Linked DNA regions of Anser cygnoides: region 1 is linked to region 2. The links are chromatin contacts, called in public Hi-C maps. All regions are on one chromosome and are shown on one strand. Each heading gives the region's core, a stretch centred on a gene start, on an enhancer-like site or on the middle of the called end of the contact. The rest is flanking DNA. Distances are from core to core; before and after follow the strand shown.

What was found. A called contact is a pair of places that touch in the nucleus more often than the background predicts.
Region 1: a Hi-C map of liver shows a contact between it and region 2, with 12 times the contacts expected there. The contact joins the enhancer-like site here to the promoter of CPEB2 in region 2. A contact is called at or near these places in 4 of 7 Hi-C or Micro-C datasets (granulosa cells and liver).

Annotation. Positions count from the first base shown.
Region 1 is chr4:15,652,964-15,659,192 of Taihu_goose_T2T_genome, forward strand. No RefSeq gene overlaps it. Among named protein-coding and RNA genes, the nearest start is that of C1QTNF7, 23 kb to the right of the region's middle. Within about 2 kb of position 4,013, at least 2 of the 3 cell types and tissues checked have open chromatin away from gene starts, as enhancers often do. A contact at or near this core is called in liver, where this site is marked.
Region 2 is chr4:15,578,283-15,584,753 of Taihu_goose_T2T_genome, forward strand. CPEB2 (cytoplasmic polyadenylation element binding protein 2) reads left to right here and starts at 5,203. Exons shown (of 10, transcript XM_048046023.2): 1 at 5,203-6,471. The coding sequence starts at 5,736.

The DNA of each region.
Region 1 (6,229 bases), core at 2,763-5,262, 73 kb after region 2:
AGTGATCTCACGGTTTAGCATCTCAAATGCTTGCCCTGACCATGGCTGAAAATGGATCCGTGCCCCTGTGGCATCTGTGAGCCAGCACTGCAGCTCTGGGGGCAGACACTAAGTGCAGAAAAATTAAGTCTGACAGGTGATTTTGATGGAACTGATGCCATAACCCAGCTCCTGATATTTAGGCCTTCCTCATCCTGAGATATAATAATTGGTGGGGGACAGGTTAACTACTGTATTTGCATATTGTAGCCAGTTCGGGATAGACAGCTGTGCATTATTTTGAAAATGAAAATTTCCACCCTGACAATAAATCTGTATAGTAATTATCCTTATTGCTCTGTATGGTGGCCATCTGCAAAGGCGATCTGAACTAAAAAAGGGTGTCTCGTAAATCAGATACGATCTAAATTCTTCCAATAGTTTGTAAATCTGTCCAGGGTTTAGAGATTAATTGAAGTAGACAGCTTAATACATTAGCCTTTCACCTCTGTGGACCTGGGTTCAAGAGCTGGCTTCAGTCAAGAAGTGGAAATTTCATCATCATTGTTTAAGGACGTGGCTGACCATGTAAAGTCTGCAGTGCGAAGGAGCTCACAGCAAGCCCACAGCCATTGACGTGCAGCCCACCTGGTAACCTGCTGGTACTGCTCACAGCTCTCGGTCCTCTTAGTGAGGGTTTGCTTTGAGGGTCGTAAGCATCTTTGCTGCTGCTATCTTACCGTGGGGACACTCATGTAAGAACAAAGTCAGTTACCTGAGGAACATCAAGGGTGGCCCCGTGTGATAGAGCACCCTGAAGGATTTTTATTTCCTAAAAAAAGCAAGCCAGGTCATTGAAGGAATTGCACGGATACTGGGACAGATGAAGACAGGAGAGGACATCCGTGTCAGCCTTTTTGCAGTCCCCATCAGCCTGATGGAAGGTCTCATTCATTGTCACACCTCATAGTCCCACCCCACTGCTCACCCATACCCATGTGCACACGTTAAGTGCAATCATGGTGCTGCTGGTGCAGAAGCACTGGCAGAAGCATTGCAGAAGTATTGGCAACATATCACCAGTCAGCCATTGGGGATAGGAGGTTGCAGAGGCTGCCCATCAAGAACAACACAGCTCAGCCCTGCCCACCTTGGCTTCTCTCATCCCAGGGCTTGCCAAGACAGCAACATTGCAAAGAGAAGCTGGGGTCAGCAAGTGCTTCTTAATTTCTTTTTCTGTGTCTGAACAGAATAAAAAGCAGTAGCGTGCACCAGTAAGGACCACATTTCTCCTGGTTTCCTTTGTCTGATGGAAGACAGGGACACTGCAGAGGTCCCTGATGCAGCCTCAGAGCTTTGGTGCATTTTGTCACTCAGCAGTGACCCTCAGCATCCAGTCCTTGATGACAGGGAGGCAAAGTCTGCTTTACAGGGATGCTCAGCTGCCGAAGGAGAAAAACATAGCCAGCATCCACAAAGGTGCTCGGGTGGTCAAGTAGACCCTCCGTGCCTGGCCAGCAGTGGTTGGCCCTCGCCTGGTGCCACCAAGAGGCTGCTGCCCATGGCCCTGGTTTGTCAGCAGCTCATTTACAGTGGCTTAGCACCAACTGCTAGTGGCAAAGCACGTTGTAATCTGCACCCGCATCGAGGTGGGGGAAAGGGATTGAGCAATAGCAGTGTCAGTAGCAGACATCTCTCTAGGGAGCTAACCGCTCTCTGAATCCCTATTAAATAGTTAGCACATGGTTGGGAGTCACTTGACAGGACTGTCCCTGCAAGTCTGCCCGTGTAGATTTATGGTCCTCACACCCTTAAGACCACCCTGGAGAAATACCCATCCAAACATAAAAATTACCCGTGACCCTTGGCTTTGACTTGGTGACCTCTCCCTTTCCCCCACACATGCCCTGTCTGCTTGTGATTTGTCAGCTGACTAACGAGATCGGGTGAGATCTCGCTGTAAATGGACATCTGAAAAGAAAATGTGATTCTCTGGAACCCGTAAACACACAAAAAGAATCTACCAGTATGTTTCCATGTGGGTTTCTTTGGGGTCTGCTTGGAACTAATGTCATCCTGGGGGTATTAACCTTACAAATATGCATTCCTGACTTGTGCAGGTCAGAGGTGAGATGAAAAACACACTGTGAAATCCAGTGATAGAAAGCTTAATCATTTATTTTTTGCCTCGTATCTTTTCACTTGTTCCAGCTGGTTCGAAAGCACTTGGATCCTACCAGCAAGGATTACACGACTGAAAACAAACCTTTGCCAGTGGTAGAACCAGATCAGCAGAAACAGGACAATAGTCTTTTTCATGCCACAAAAATGCAACTAAGCAGCATACGGTTTCATGTGTGCTTCCACTTTTTCCCCTCTCCTGCTTAAATTATGAAATACTATTTACTAGCAAACATTATAGTTCACTTTTTAAGGGAATTAATATGATTAAAGGGTTGGTTGGAAGTGATGATTGAAGTTCCAACTATTAAAATGCACATCAGTGTGCAGGGAAAATAAAAAGGCACTGAAATTCTTTTCAAACCCAAGCACCAGGTGCGTTAATTACATTTCATTGCATGTTGGTTTATTACTGCGGTCACTTGTGCCTTATGATCTGCATTAACACCTGCGTTCTATGGATATCTTGGTATTTCACTAAACAAGATGAATATTGGCCAGATGGTGACTCCAGTAGGAAGCATTTCACATAGATTTCCCTGCTCTGCACAGTTGCCTGTAAAGGAATCCTGAATGTCACACTAAACCAAACCAAACAAAAAAGGCACAACACTAAATCTGCGATTAACTGCCTTGACAGTATATTCGCAAAGGACCAGATGACAGTGGGATCCAGGCCCTGTGAAGTGGTCCTCGCTAATAAATATCCCGCATGGGCTACAATGACATCTTTACTGTGTGCGGTTTTCGGCACCACAACATAAGAAGGACATAAAACTATTAGAGAGTGTCCAAAGGAGAACTACAAAGATGGTGAAGGGTCTGGAGGGGAAGACATATGAGGAAAGGACTGAGGTCCCTTGCCAGAGGCCCAGAGAGAGCAGGCTGAGGGGAGGCCTCATGGCGGCCTGCAGCTCCCTCACGAGGGGAGCGGAGGGGCAGGCGCTGAGCTCTGCTCTCTGGGGACAGCGACAGGACCCGAGGGAACGGCATGGAGCTGGGACAGGGGAGGGTCAGGCTGGGGGTTAGGGAAAGGTTCTGCACCCAGAGGGTGGTCGGGCACTGGGACAGGCTCCCCAGGGCAGTGGTCAAGGCACCAAGCCTGCCAGAGCTCAAGAAAAGTTTGGATAACGCTCTCAGACACATGGTCTGATTTTTGGGTGGTCCTGTGTATAGCCAGGAGTCGGACTCGATGATCCTTGTGGGTCCCTTCCAACTCGGGATGTTCTGATTCTATGGTCATTTGTACAAAGATTTTCTCCCTGTGGGGCAACCCTGTCTGGTACAGAAATACAGTTCAATAGAAAAGTGGGTCAGCCCAGGTCTCAAACACGTAGCCCAGATGACTTGGTGGTTTTGTGTGTGTGGATTGTGTGTTTTTTGACGTTGCATATGTGACCTTTCTTCCCTAGTACAGGTTAGTTAATGTACAACAGGCGTTCAACCCCAGAGAACTGCCACGACAACAAGTTAGTACCTAAACCTGACCACCCCTGGCACCCTACCCTTTGACCAAAATAGGGAGGATTTCAGATAGGGAGGAGAGGTGGGAAGGGACACACACCTCACTGTCCGGCTGCTACTGTCTGGCTCGTGTCTAACAGATCAGGAGTTACTTGCTGACCTGCACAAGAAAATGGCAACAGTGCTCAAATTCACAGTAGCATGGTATTGCACTATTACAAACTTGGTCAAACCTTCCAACATGTGCAATTAACACCAACATTAAACCCATGTTAGCTAGAAAGCCCAGTATCATTCCAGAGGACAAGAAGCCAAAGCACACGAATTAACTGTGCTACATTTCCCCCGGTGCGCTTCCACCCAAGGCTGCCGTTTTGTTGCAGACCAATATCCCGCTCTTGGGAGAGTGTGGGCAAATCCTATTATAAGTTAAGATTAACCATCAGTCAGAGAACTTACCAGTGCAGAGATCAAATATAAAAGATGTATGTTCTGTGTCATCTGTTTAGCAACCTTAAATTAGCTCGCACGGGTGGATCGTGCTGGCCAAATGGCAGAACATGTGCTGGAAATGGAAATCAGAGTCAAAACAGAATCCTGTGGGATACCCCAAGCAATTTTAAAGCAGCTATCTTATTACCTAGGCAATTTTCAGGGACAAGAAGAATTCCAACCTAGCCGACAGTCCTCTCTGGTCCCACCTTGGTGAAACTACTTCATTATTATTTCAGTGGTGCCTGGAGAGCCCTGCCTGACGCTCTGGATTCTCTGCAAAACCCCTCCCAACAACCCACAATAAAAGGCATCTCCTGTGATGAAGGGCTTATGGTTTAATTTAAGGCAAGACACAGCAAGTGGAAGGAACAAACAACCAGAGAGATTAACAGGGAGAGAGGGATGGAAACAGTAAAAAGCACTTGTCCCTGGAGCCCCAGTATGTGTACACATACATGCTACCTATTGATTAATGCGTGCAAGGAGGTGTCAGAAGCCCCTTAACATGAATTCAGGCACCCAGAAGGAATTAATAAAAGAAGTACAAGTATGGGTGGAGGGCTGCAGGATGGCATCCCCCATGGGATGTGCACTGGCCCGCCAGCCATGAAGGGAATCAGTGCATCCTGGACCTCTCCTGGGGGTGAAAGGAGAGTAGCTGGGGGTGGGGTGCAAGAGGTTTTAGGCCAACTTCTAAGGAAAACCAGACGTGCTGAGCCTACTTCCCCTCTTATTGCCACCCAGCATCACTGCTACAGTAATAGATTTTTCAGGCACTCATAACTCAGAAAGGATGCTCTAAAAGTGAAAAGCAATTTGCAGAGGTACTGATGGCAGCAGGATGCTTTTAGCATTTCTAGGTTTGTGTTTGCTCAGGGCCTGGGGATTCTCAAGAGGAGGCACGGTAATGCTAATGAAGTGCAAACCACTATGAAGGTGACAGCTGTAATCAAAACCCAGTGCCAGTTTGGAAGCAACATCTTAAGAAGCAAAGAAATAGTTATGAAGAGGTCACTTCAAAAAAAAAAAAATCTATATATATATATATAAAAATTCCTCTGGGTCAACAACATCACGTGCATCACTCCCACAGGAGGAGATTACTCCTTGCTCCTAGCCAAGGAGCATTACATGTGGGAATTTCTCATGCAACCTTGACAATGTGTAATAAAAATTCACTTTGAAAACAGAGCATCTCTGGTGGTGCCGACATGCTTTTGACTTTGCTCTTTCCTTCAAACACCACTCGTGATGCTGAACACTCATTCTCTTGGCCTATTTGTTCCTGGCAAACAAAGAGCAAATTCCCCTGGGTACAGCAATCCATTTTTAACGCTCTGTAATTATTTAGAAAAATGTTTTGATAGGAGCAATGAAAAACTGGGGCATTTCAGGTGTCCCTGAGAAAGTTCTCAGTGCATGATGTGAAATGGGGACATAAAGACACTTTATTTATGGCACTACCAAAAATAAATAAATAAATAAAAAATAAATAAATAAATAAATAAATAAAAAACAGAAAAGCAAACCTTTTCAGCTGTGGCATTTGAACCTCTGGATATTTGCAATTCATGGAACAGCCCCATCTGCACCTGTCACTTCCAAGTGCCAAAGGCACCACACTCCTCAGGGTCCACTGGAAAATGGTGAGGGAAGGGAGAAATAAGGACTTTGCTCCTTGAATGTTGCTAGCAGACTTCACAGCCAGCAATCACAGTCTGGTAAACTGTCCCTTTCTGAGCAATTGTCTTCCTCTGCCCTCCCAAAATCTATGGGGCTTCATATGTTAATGTACCCTTTTGGGAAGCCCACTGATGGAAGGCATTACGGCAGAAAATGTCAGAGTCCTTCAGAGGAGCTTTGCAGCACGATGAGTTAATATGGCCCAAAGGCACATGAGGTTCATATAGACAAGGAAATGTGTCTCCTGACGTCTTCTGGCCAGCAGAGAACGTCAAGGATGAAATCTAGACACTAAATGTCAGCTCGATTTTGCAACTAGGGCATATTTCTCTTTGAAGAAGGAATGGGCAGAAAATCACCTGGCTCGAGCCTGCGCCCTCGTCCCCACGCAGCAGCCTGCACCAGCGGCTGCCAGCTTCCACACGAG
Region 2 (6,471 bases), core at 3,953-6,452:
CCAACAATTAAAAAAAATAAATCCTCCTAAGCTGAGTTTCATCTTATATTTTCCTTCATCTTAAATTAAAACTAATACCGAGAACTTGCACTGCACAGCTGAGAAGCTAGCAGAAATTGCCACATTCAATTAGGACAGCAGGAGCAGCAAACTAGAAATAGGATTTCTTTCACTTTAATTCACTAGTTGGTTGCCATAAATACTCTTCTGTAAAACACGGAATTCTGAATGCTCCACAGACATTATTTTCCTTTCATGAAGATGTTTGTTTACTTTGGCAGTGATTCTCTTGGGAGAAACTCTAATGACTTCCACTACCAAAAAAAAAAAAATCCAAAACAAAAAAGAAACAGAAACTGCCACTAGCAAGCAAGAAAATATTAGTCTAATGTGCTGGTTAAACTCTGGGGCGAAAAGGAGAAAAAACAGAGTAAATCACTGGTTTGCATTCCTGTGAACAGAACCCATATCCTTCAAGTTCAGCAGGCAGCACAGCCCTCGTGGTGTAAGTAGGGCTTTGAATAATGAACAAATGCTGCCCGTCTCCCACGAATTTTAAGATTTTCTGCTTAAAAAAAAAATGTATATATATATATGGGCATAGAAAAACAGAACAAAGCCGACTACGTCAAACCTTGACATATTTATATTTGACTGCTATATTTCCTTGACTGTTATATTTTCTCTCTACTTTAATTTCATTCTGATATACAGTGAACAAACAACAGTTTCTTTCCCATATTTGTTATATGTGGATGATTAATATTTTTTTTCTTTTAAAGAAAAAAAAAGCATTGGAAAAAATGTAAGCTACTGTGACTCAACAGACTGCTCATTGCTGGAAAACACTTGCCCACCTCCTTAGTAAGAATGCATAACTATTATTTTCAGAGTTTAAAAAAATCAAGAGCAGAAAAAACAGTAAACAAAACCCATTGATATAAGTCTTTATACATCTTTTTGCTGTGAAATGTCAAACCCCGTCATCTGTTTTTCTGTATGAACAACCTGCACTCCCAGACTGCTTTCCACGCTTCCATGGGAGGAAGAAGTCATTAACAAAAATCAGCTTTAAGGTTAAGAGGAAGCAGCTCTATCAGGAGTACGTTAGTCACGTATTTTCGTTACCAGTTAGAACAATGTGCTGTTCCTGGAGTGCACACGCAGGCCCATTTCAAAGCTTAAACAGGACAGCAGACCGTGCTTCCCTGCTCAGAGGTGAGAGGGAGACAGACCTGCTAGCAGAGAGCCCTTGAGAACCCAGGACAGACAGAGCTACCTAAACACACAGCTTGGGGAAAGGAGCCCAGGAATAAAACAGAGAAGATGGAGAAAGGGAGAAGAAGAGGTAAAATAGTAAAGAGAAAAAAGAAAAAAACAACAATCGATATGTAAAAAAAAAAAAAAAGAGGGGGGATGTTCTTGTAGCTGCAGAGCCTTGGAAGAAGGGTCAAACAGCAGTAAATCACTGTAAGTGGTGAAAAGCCTGTAAATGTTGTGGGCTCTGGAAAGAAGAGCTTGTTGCATGACAAGCAGCCTAGGATTCTCTGTGCTGAGCCACTCCACAACAAAAAGGTCTTTTGAAGTTGGTATGAACTACCTGTAGCTATGTTTAATTTGACTATAACACACACACACGCACACACACACACAAAGCAGAAAAGCAGCTTTTAGTACTGGAATGAGAGCAAAGATAATTTTCACGTTAACATGTTATTTGCAGTCCATATTCAAAATCACAGCCACTGGGATCTTCCAAATAACTAATGGAAGGGAAACAGCAGCTCCTGGCAGCACAGTTATATTATTTTTTTTACATGTTAGGCTCCTGATATTCTGGTGTTTGTGTTAATTTACAAAAAGAGGAAACACTGAAATAACTGTGCATTTACAAGGAAGTCTACATACCACAGTTAAAATTTTTGTCTGTTTCATGATTGATCATATATTCCCCAAAATTGTAACGTGCTTAGTGGTGTCTGATTAGAAAAAGGTATGGATTCTACCCCCAAGAACTTACTTACATTTTTAAAAGAAGCTAAACCCACAGACTGCTCAAAAGAAGGCAGCATGTCAGCACAATCCCTTTCAGCATTTAAAACTGCTAAAAGTTTGGAGCGTTTTTTTTTTTTGTTCAAGCAGAAAAAACAGAACGGTGAGCCAAAATTCTGTCTTGCATAATAATACCCTGCCTCTAACACTGGCCAATAGCAGGTGTTATTCTACTGGTTTTATGAAAAGGCAGGAACTTAAGCCGTGCATGGTAATTTCTAGAGGAGGCGATAACCACTCAGGGGTAAAATTCAGAAGTACTGCCTTGATGATGCCTTTCACGTCACCTAAATTCCAGCCAGAAGAGGTGTTTTGGAACCCTAGCAGTTTATCAGCTTTTTCTTTACGCTTTGTGTTGTGTTGCTCGTTCCGTTTGGCACACAAAATTTCACGCACAGGGGATGATGCAGAACGCAGCAAGACAAAATCAGATGGTCATTGTCTGTACGGCACTGACAAACCCAGGAGGGCTGTCAGCCCCAGCCCTGCCACAGGCCTCCCAGGTGAAGTCAATGCCCGGCACGTTTGTTACAATGAGTACACAGGAGCAGGTTGATTAACGGCTGCAAGAAGCATAACTTAGGTATATTGGGTTTTACCGACCTGACAGCTTGTTTCGCAACACCTGTTTTTTCCAATTTACATGGTACGTACAGTGCTGTCGCACACGGCTTGGCACTCGCTGCTCCCGACGTCTGCTGTCTACTCAAAGCTCCTCATCTGAGATAAGTGGCTCCTCTCTAGCATCCCCAGATCATTCAAGTCAGGAGCTCTGCTCTTCGGGCCCAGGTACAGGGTCGCTTTCCAGTGACAATCGGGGAACACGGTGTCCGAGCGTCCCAGCATCCACTAAGCTCTGGAAAAGCATGTCTCGCAAAACCCTGAGTAGCAAACAGTTGAGGTAACTGAAGGAAGGTTTACACATTTAGCCTGTTCTTACATATTAATTTAGGCTTCTGCTTTCACACGCTTTATTCCTTTCCTACTAGCCCAATCCAAAAATGATCTCAAACCTTCCCTGCAAAGAGGCAGCTAAAAAATAAGAAAGAAAGAAGGAATCGAGTGATTATAAGGGACAAAAAAAAATGAAAGCAACAGGGTGTGAATGGCAAATGGTCAAAAATAGGGAAGTGGAGAGGGAAAACAAAGGACAAAGCCCTTGGAAAACCAAGGACAGGGCCCATCACTTCTTGAAGAGAGTTGATCTAGTGGAGGAGAGGCTTGAATCTCTGGCCCTGGCATACACCAAGAACGAAGGGCTGCGGGGATCCTGTACCTGAGGCAGAAGGGACAGGAGTCCCAAGGACGCTTGGTTTGACTCAGCACAGCCACTCTTGTTTGTAGCAAGGTTAAGAAGCCACACAACCAAGGAGCACCTCCAAACTCCTGGGTAAGATACAGCCTCAAAATTTTTCCTCAAAATCAGCAGAGAGAGATCAGGTTTCTCTCTCTAAAGGTACCTGCATTAGAGTAAGATGAATCATGCTTTGGTAGCACCTGTCTTTTGTTTGCAGATGAGCCAACTAATTCAGAGTGGATGCTTACTTTATACATGGTTAAGAAGTGATGAGATTCCCCCCATGAAACTTGTTTTAATAAACGTGCATGATCGGAGTAGATAGCTACCATGGTAGACATAGGGTGTCATAGAAGGTATGAGTGTTCTTGTCCACCAGCAGAGGTTTAGGTTGGAAATGAGGAGACATTTCTTCTCAGAAAGAGCAGTCAGGCATTGGAATGGGTTGCCCAGGGAGGTGGTGGTGTCACCGTCCCTGGGGGTGTTCAAGGAGAGGTTGGATCTGGTGCTTAGGGACAAGGTCTAGTGGGTGACATTGGTGGTAGGGGGAAGGTTGGACCAGGTGATCTTGAAGGTCTCTTCCAGCCTTAATGATTCTATGAGTTAAAAGCTCATGGACACCTCAATAACTATTCTGAATGAAGATATTCTAGAATTTGGGCTCAATTTAAAGGTGAGGGGACAAAAACAATAGATAAACGAGTTCCTATGCACTTTCTAGCAATAGGCAGCTGGCTGCGGGAGAGAACAGCACAGCACTACTTCCACCCTGGTCAGATGCCAGCAAACGCCCCAGGTAGAGGACAGCTTCTGTTCAGGCTTGCACATAACCGAACATCAGGCGCATGACACAGAGGCAGAGGGAAGCTGGATCCTACCAGTTCTACAGCTCCCCAGAGCCATGTTTGTGAGGACCGGGCCATGAAGCAACTCGCTATTCAGAGCACAACCAGTACTCGGCCAGCAACATTTCCTTAGCATGCCATCATCGGCAGGGCCTCGGTCTGCACCCTACGTTTAGTTACATGGAAGACAGCTGCAGAGTTAGACTGGATGCCAACGTAATGAATAATGGTGGAGCATTAAGGGGAAATACAGCGAAGGAAAATATTTATCAGCTAGTCTTCTGCGCTGCGATTGTCTGTGTGTGGTAACCCTGCAAGGTGGCATGGATACCCAAATATACACCCCCACACAGACCCACGTTCACGTCAGAGATGAGCACACACACAGTATTTAATCTGCATTTTATTCACATAGAACAAGCCCACACCAATTTAAAAAATAAGGGATGTTTCCAATGGCCAAGGGTCCACTGGCCCAACGGAAAGCAGCCACGCAGTTTCTGACGGCGGCCACTAACAGATTCCTGGAGAAGAGCCCAAAAGGCCCAGCCACGACACGTCCCCAACGTTTATTTGTATCCCCTGTCCCCTCCTTTGGGCTCCCCCCGCCGCCATAACGGCCGGTCCTCGCCAGCCCCTCGGCTCGTGCCGCCGCGCCCCGCCCCCTCCCCACGCCTGCGTCAATGCAAATGAGGCTGGCAGGCGGCGGAACGAACCACCACACAACCCCCCTTTGTATCCCCCCTCTATAATAATGGTAGCGCCCACCCCGCCCGCCGGCGCCTCGCGTCGTTGGGCGGCGCGAGCCCCCCCCCCGGCCCGCGGGATTGGGCGGGGCTGCCGGCTTCATGCATTATTCATGAGGGAGGCGTGGCCACCAGCCGGCTCATTACCGAGGTCGGGCGGGCGGGGCGGGGCGCGCTGTGACGTAACTATGACGAATGTTCCGGCGTTCTTAAGGGGGTTGCGGCCGGCCGGCAGCCGGTATTGGGGGCGGGGGAGGCGGCGGCGGAGGGGGGAGCGGAGCGGGGCCCCGCTTCGGCAAGGAGGCGGCGGGACGGCCGGCCTCCTGTCCGCCCCGCGCGGTGCTCGGAGCCCGGCGGTCGGTGCCCGGCCCCGGAACTGTTGTGTAGCGGGAGGAGGAGGAGGAAGAAGAAGGGGAAGGGGGGGGTGGCCTGCCCCGGGGGAAGCGACCTGCCAAGGGCTCTCGGGGATGATCCAGCGGGCGGGCGCGGCTGGGAGGGGAAGGGCTGCCCTGACGGGGGTCAACAAATGAAAAGCAGGAGGGGGGGGAGGAAAAAAAAACGATAAAATAGGGTTATTTATTGTAGAAACGGTCAATTTTTTAAAAAACAGTACAGCGGAGGTTAGGGCAAGGGTTTTATTGTAGGGAGCGGGTATTTTTAGGCTTACGTAGTGGTCTACAGTAGTGCTCGCCACCCCCCCCCCCGGCCCCCCCCAGGTGAATTAATTAATTATCTTTGTCTCCAGCCGGGCGGGGTGTCCTCGCCCCGCGGTGCCGGGGCAGCCCCCGTCGGCCCATGGGGGACCGCAGCCTGCCGCCGGCAGCGGCCCCCAGCCGCAGCCCCAGCCCGCCGTGGGGTGTAGGAGGCGCTGGCTACGCGGGGTCCTTCCCCTCCCCGGCAGCCGCCTCTCGTTCCTCCTCCTCTTCTTCCTCCTCCTCCTGCCCCTTCTCACCCACCGCAACCGGTTCCTCCAGCGGCGGCGTGTCCGGTGTGCCGCCGCCCTCGCCGTTCCCGTCGGCGGCCGCCGCTGCGCATCCCCGCGCCATGCAGGATGAGCTGCTCCTGGGGGTGACACAGCAGCAGCGGCAGCAGCAGCCGGGCGGCGAGAGGCTGGGCAGCGGCCCCGCATCAGGACACCCCCCTCCCGGCCACCCCTCCTCTGACTTTAAACCCAGTCTCAGCCCCCACCAGGATTTAAACAAGCAGCAACCGCAGCAGCAGCCGCCGCCTCCTCAGCTGAGCCAGAAGAGGAAAGAGTTTAAGCAGCAGCCGCCGCCGCCGCCGCTCAGCAGCCCAGCCCAGCTCGGCAGCAGCCACCCCCTGAATAACCACCACCCCCCAGACTATCATCACCACCCCCCGCAGCAGCAGCAGCAGTTCAGCCACCCCACTGACAAGTACCAGCAGCAGGAGCACAGGCAACAGCAGCAGCAGCAGCTCCAGCTCCTCGGCGGTCACCCCCCGGAGCCGCCGCCGCCGCCGCCCGGGGACTACCCGCGCCACCGGCCCCTCAGCCCCGCCGAGCACCGGG